Regions from separate parts of the Mus musculus genome. Here region 2 is linked to region 1. The links are chromatin contacts, called in public HiChIP or PLAC-seq maps. All regions are on one chromosome and are shown on one strand. Each heading gives the region's core, a stretch centred on a gene start, on an enhancer-like site or on the middle of the called end of the contact. The rest is flanking DNA. Distances are from core to core; before and after follow the strand shown.

The links. HiChIP or PLAC-seq counts read pairs in DNA pulled down with a chosen protein or histone mark.
Region 2: an H3K4me3 HiChIP or PLAC-seq map of bone marrow-derived macrophages shows a contact between it and region 1, with 4 times the contacts expected there. The contact joins two enhancer-like sites. A contact is called at or near these places in 1 of 484 Hi-C or Micro-C datasets (cortical neurons) and 1 of 115 datasets of contacts at active chromatin or transcription factors (bone marrow-derived macrophages).

Annotation. Positions count from the first base shown.
Region 1 is chr15:100,244,659-100,247,739 of GRCm38.p6, forward strand. It overlaps Atf1 (activating transcription factor 1), which reads left to right. Exons shown (of 7, transcript NM_007497.3): 3 at 587-687. Among named protein-coding and RNA genes, the nearest start is that of Atf1, 18 kb to the left of the region's middle. Within about 2 kb of position 1,498, at least 46 of the 459 cell types and tissues checked have an H3K27ac peak or open chromatin away from gene starts, as enhancers often do. A contact at or near this core is called in bone marrow-derived macrophages, where this site is marked.
Region 2 is chr15:100,741,874-100,744,954 of GRCm38.p6, forward strand. No RefSeq gene overlaps it. Among named protein-coding and RNA genes, the nearest start is that of I730030J21Rik, 11 kb to the left of the region's middle. Within about 2 kb of position 1,573, at least 7 of the 459 cell types and tissues checked have an H3K27ac peak or open chromatin away from gene starts, as enhancers often do. A contact at or near this core is called in bone marrow-derived macrophages, where this site is marked.

The DNA of each region.
Region 1 (3,081 bases), core at 248-2,747:
AGAACTGTCTTTTTCTCTTCTAACTAGTAGAATAACATCATTGAAAGGTTTACTTATGTATTATGTATATGGCTGCTCCGTCTACATCATCTGCAGGTCAGAAGAGGGATCCCATTACGTACACATGGTTGTGAGCTACCAAGTGGTGTTGAAAATTGAACTCTGAACCTCTAGAAGAGTAGCCAGTGCTCTTAACTGCTAAGCCATCTCTCCAGCCTCCAAGTAATACCATTTTATTTGACATATAAGCTTTATTGTTTGCTCTGGTCTGCTGTATTGTATATGCTTTTTGGTTGTTTTTTTTTTTTTTTTTTGAGAAAGAGTTTTTCTGCCCTGGAATTGACTTTGTAGACCAGGATGGCTTCAAACTCAGATCTGCCTGCCTCTTTGTCCACAGTGCTGGGATTAACAGTGTGCCAGCACACCCGGTTTGTTTGTTTGTTTGTGTCTCTTTAGATGCTCTCCTTTCCTTTTCATTTTGAACCTCAGAAGTAACATACAAGAGAGCAGGTGATGGAAGACAGATCATTCCTATAAAAGTGAAAACTGGATTCTTCAGTGTACTAAAATGAGTTCTGATTTTTAGGTGTCATCGTTATCAGAAAGTGAGGAGTCTCAGGACTCATCTGACAGCATAGGCTCCTCACAGAAAGCTCACGGGATCCTGGCCCGGCGCCCATCCTACAGGTCAGTACTTTGTTTTCAGTGTGTTCACAGAGTTCTGAGAAAATATAAAGCAGTCATAGGCAGTTAGGTGAGGAGGCAGGTCTTAGAGAAGTTGCAACCAGATTAAGCTGAGGAGTTTAGACTTTAGTTTTAATGTTGAGACAGGGTCTTTCTGTGAAACCCCTGCTGTCCTAGAACTCACAGAGATCTGCCTGCCTCTCTTCCCTGAGTGCTGGGATTGAAAGCCTGAGTCCCCATGCCCTGCTGGGTCCCCATGCCCTGCTGAGTCCCCATGCCCTGCTGGTATAGAAATGTAAACGCAGAGCTCTAGGCCCTTGTGTCCTTCTGTATGCACTGAAGCCTCTGATCATTATGCACGTGTGTTTGCCTGCATGAGTTTGTGTGTGTCATGTGTGTTCCAGGGGCTAGAAGAAGGTCTTAGATCCCCTGCAACTGGAGTTACAGGTGGTTGTAAGCTGCCGTGTGTGTGTGTGTGTGTGTGTGTGTGTGTGTGTGTATGCTGAGAACCTGAGTTATCTGCTGCAACAATAGCCATTGAGCTATCTTTGAGCCCCATAGCATTCCATTTTATTCAAAGGCATGGCCATGTGTTATTTTCTGTGATGCCATGTCCTGGTAGGGTAGGGTAACTGTCCCTTAGTAAATGCCAGTAATTACTTGCTCAGTGAGTGGGGATCTGTATGTAGTACAGTTGATTGATAAAAAGCTTTGGAATGGTCTGATTTCCTTTGGATAGGAGTAAGGGTGTGTGCAGTGAGTGAGCTCGTGACAGTGTCATGGTAGAATTGACCAATCCTAGAGCCGAGTGTGGTAAGAAGACTCAGAATGATGATGACTCAGGATGTGAGTGAGCAGTGTACTAAGGTCTCGGGCGGTCGGTGTCAGGGTTCTGTAGAAGATCTACGAAAGAACTGCTAGGTGTGAATCAAGGCAACACTGACTTGATCTTGTAAATCTGGGCCAGGCAGAGGCTGATGCAGAGGAGCTGTTTCACCTGAACCGCACACTCCGAGGTGAGCGCAGGAAGGAGGACAGCTCTGCCTGGTCCAGGAACTCTGGGTCATCAGATGGAGAGAGAGGAAGTCTCTAGTGAGAATTGTAGTTTCTTTAAAAAACACAGAAATAAGAATGTGCTTTTGTTTTAATCTCAGGTATGGGATGTGGGGCTCCTGCCGATTGCCCATAGCAGCTGCCTATGATTTGCTGGCTGCAGATAGTTTCTTCAGTTGTGTGACATTTGGAATTCTGGGAACTTTTCAGAGGGTATATAAATGCTAGGGCCCCAGAGGTGGAGGCTTGTTGGTTGGTGGTTGCTGTCATTCCTGGTTGCAGTTTGATGCGTAGTTCACGTGTGAAGATAAAACAAGAAGAAATGAGATATTCTGGTGGCAAAGATTGAACTTGCCCCAGGAACCAATGGATGGATGCCTCTCATCAGGAAGTAGTCTATAATGTTACCTTTGCTGTCTTTTTTCTGGGATCACTTTTTCTTTCTATCCTATCAGTGTTAGGAGGTTGAGGGGGTGGAAGAGAGAAGAACCCACAAAGTTGTGTTGGGAAATATAAAAAGACCAGTGAGTTGCTGGCTGGTGGCCACGTGGCTCCAGCAGGATGTTCTCGTCTCAAATACTCTCTGACTCGGAGCCCCAAATCTCTCCACCAGCTCCCTAAGTTCCAAATCTCTCCACCATCCAGCTCCCTAAGTTCCAAATCTCTCCACCATCCAGCTCCCTAAGTTCCAAATCTCTCCACCATCCAGCTCCCTAAGTTCCCACGGGCGGTCGCTACCACACCAGCTCCATGCTTCAAATCCCCCATGGCCTTTGTGGTGCACATCTGGCAAACCCACTCTTAACCTCTGTACTTTTCTCTCTCGAACCTAGTCGACCCGCCTGGTGAAGGAAACTGCCACACAGACTTAGTTCAGAAACAATGGTAACCCAATCTCTGGGCGCAACAACTAGAATCCTAATCTTGCAAGCCATATAAAATCTAAATCCTCCTGTGGCGAATCCTGGCAGATCCACTGTTGAAACCAGGAGACACTAAGCAGCTACATCTTGTCCTTAAGATATTCCTGTCCAAAATGACCCTAACTCTTTTCCTACGTCCAACCCGGAAGTCCCGCCTTCTCACCCAGTGATTGATTCCTTTATTCATTAGGGAATGGTTCACTAGGAGTCACCTGAGTCTGACTCATTCTTCAGTCCAGACAGACAGCCCCGCTAGGAAAGTAGAATTAACAGAAAAATCCAACAGCACAAAGTAGCAAAAACCCCAGCCGCAGAAGTCTGTCAGTTAAAGACGATATGGAGCTAGGTACTCGGAATTTTGATTGAATCAACAGTGGACAGGTGTGTTGTTATCTTTGTGTAGTTTTGAAAGGGTTTGTTT
Region 2 (3,081 bases), core at 323-2,822, 500 kb after region 1:
TACCTCTTACTAATGCTGAGATGATGTCATTATGGGTTAATGAAAATTGGCAAAGAGCTTGTAGTAAGTACTTGGGAGAAATTAACATCAAGTATCATAAAAACAAGCATTTGCTGTTTATTAAAAAATAATTGGATTCTCCCACCTACTGTAAAGGAAACACCAATTCCTGAAGCACCTATATTCTACACTGATGCAAATAAGCTGGGAATGGTAGTGAGACAAAATGAGCCAAATAATTCAAAGCCCATATACTTCAGTTCAAAAACCAGTTATATGCAACTCTTATGGAATTATTAGATTTTCCTGAATCTCTTAATATAATCACTGACTCTCCATATGCATAAGGAGTTGTTTTGTACATAGAAACTGTTGAATTTATTCCCGATAATTGAGAATTAATCTTGTTATTTATGCAACTGCAACAGGTAGTAAGAAATAGAAACTATCCATTATAAATTACACATCTCACACAGGTTTTCCAGGTCCACTGGCATAAGGAAATAAGGCAATTATTGACCAATTATTAACAGGAAATGTGTTAGAAGCCTCAAAATTTCATGAACCCCCCCCACCACCATATTAACAGTAAAGTTTTAAAGAAAAAAATTTTTCTATTACTTGGCAACAAGGCAAGGAAATCGTAAGAAAATGTTCTATTTGTTCTCTGTATAACCAAAACTCTATTACCCACTGCAGTAATCCAAGGGGTATCAAAAGAATCTGGCAGATGGATGTGTTTCATTGGGCAGAATTTAAGAAAACTATATACTCATACCATTGTTACATATTCAAGGTTTCAGTGGGCAACTGCTTTGAGTTCTGAGAAGGCTGATGCTGTAATTACACATTTACTGGAAGTGATGTGTCTTATAGGAATTCATGCACAAATCACGACTGACAATGTCGCTGCATATATATGCCTCCAGGAAGATGAAGTAACTCTTTACATAGTATAATATAAAGCACATTATGGGTATACCACACATTCCCACAGGACAAGCAGCTATAGGAAGATCTAATTGCACTTTAAAAGATATGCTTGGGGGCTGGAGAGATGGCTCAGTGGTTAAGAGCATTGGACTACTCTTCTAGAGGCCCTGAGTTCAAATCCCAGCAACCACATGGTGGCTCACAACCATCCGTAATGAGATCTGACACCCTCTTCTGGAGTGTCTGAAATCAGCTACAGTGTACTTACATATAATAAATAAATAAATCTTTTAAAAAAAGATATGCTTAATAAACAAAAAGGAAGACTAAATAGGGATCTGTTCATGTTAAATTTTCTTAATGTTGATAAAAAAGAAACAACGGCAGCCAAGAGACACTGGCTTATTAAAAAACATAAACAAAAAAAATGTGGAATTAGAGCAACTTATATACTGATGTGCTGACGTCAGCGTCGGAGCCTGCAGTGGTTTTGGGATGGGTATGCAGTTAGTGTCTACAAGGAATGAAAAAAGTATGGCTACCATCTGTGGTGGTTTGAAAATGCCTGGTCCATGGTAAATGACACTAATTATGAGGTGTGGCCTTATTAGAGGAAGTGTAGCCTTGTTAGAGGAAGTGTGTCATTGTGGAGATGGGGCTTTGAGGCTTCATATGTGCTTAAGTCTGACCAGTGTGATCCTGACCCTCTTCCAGGCTGCCCTCGAAAGGCATTCTCCTGGCTGCCCTTGCATCCAGATTCAGAACTCTCGGTTCCTTCTCCAGCACTGTGTCTGTCTGGATGCTGCCATGTTTCCCGCCATGATGATAATGGACTGAACCTCTGAAACTGTAAGCCAGCCCCAATGAAACGTTGTCCTTTACAAGAGTTGCCATGTTCATGGTGTCTCTTCACAGCAATGGACACCCTAAGACACTATCAAAATCCACAAAAATTAGATTTGACCAAGGAAGACCTCTCTGCAAAGCCAATACATCTTGTTGGCTACAGAGTCCTCATGACTTATTATATTCCAACCTCTCATATGGTATAGATGAAGATCTATAATTACAGCTCAGTTAGGCAGTCCAAATAGGCTTACAAGTTCATAGTACCTTACAGCTGCTCAAACATAGAGAACCATCTCCCCCACCCCCACCCCCACCCCCTGATTTGTTTTTTCGAGGCAGGGTTTCTCTGTGTAGCCCTGACTGTCCTGGAACTCACTCTGTAGACCAGGCTGGCTTCAAACTCAGAAATCTGCCTGCCTCTGCCTCCCAAGTGCTGGGATTAAAGGTGTGCGCCACCACTGCCCTGCCATAGAGAATCATCTTTAGCTGAATTGTGCACCCCACACATTCTGTAAATGTGTTAATACAGAAACGTATGGGCTGGAAAGATGGCTCAGCGGTTAAGAGCACTGAATACTCTTCCAGAGGTCCTGAGCTCAAATCCCAGCAACCATAGGGTGGCTCACGGCCATCTGTAATGGGATCTGATGCCCTCTTTTGGTGTGTCTGAAGAGAGCAGTGGTGTACTCATATACATAAAAATAAATAAATAAATCTTAAAAAAATAAAAAGAAAAAAGAAATGTATACTATCTTATTTTTTTTTTCAGAGCAAAAAGACCAGATACCAAAGAAGACAAAGTAAGCAGCCCAGGTGACCCAGCCTCACAGACGGCCTCAGTTGCTGTAGCCCAGGTGACCCAGCCTCACAGATGGCCTCAGTTGCTGTAGCCCAGGTGACCCGGCCTCACAGGCGGCCTCAGTTGCTGTAGCCCAGATGACCCAGCCTCACAGATGGCCTCAGTTGCTGTAGCCCAGGTGACCCGGCCTCAGTTGCTGCAGCCCAGGTGACCCAGCCTCACAGATGGCCTCAGTTGCTGCAGCCCAGGTGACCCAGCCTCACAGACGGCCTCAGTTGCTGTAGCCCAGATGACCCAGCCTCACAGTCAGCCTCAGTTGCTGTAGCCCAGATGACCCAGCCTCACAGACGGCCTCAGTTGCTGTAGCCCAGATGACCCAGCCTCACAGTCGGCCTCAGTTGCTCAAAAGATTGCATCTAGATCAGCTTCGAAACAGGTAGCTCAGATGGTCTAGCCTCCCAGACTGTTTTAGCCAGGACTTCAGTTAAGCCCTGCACTTT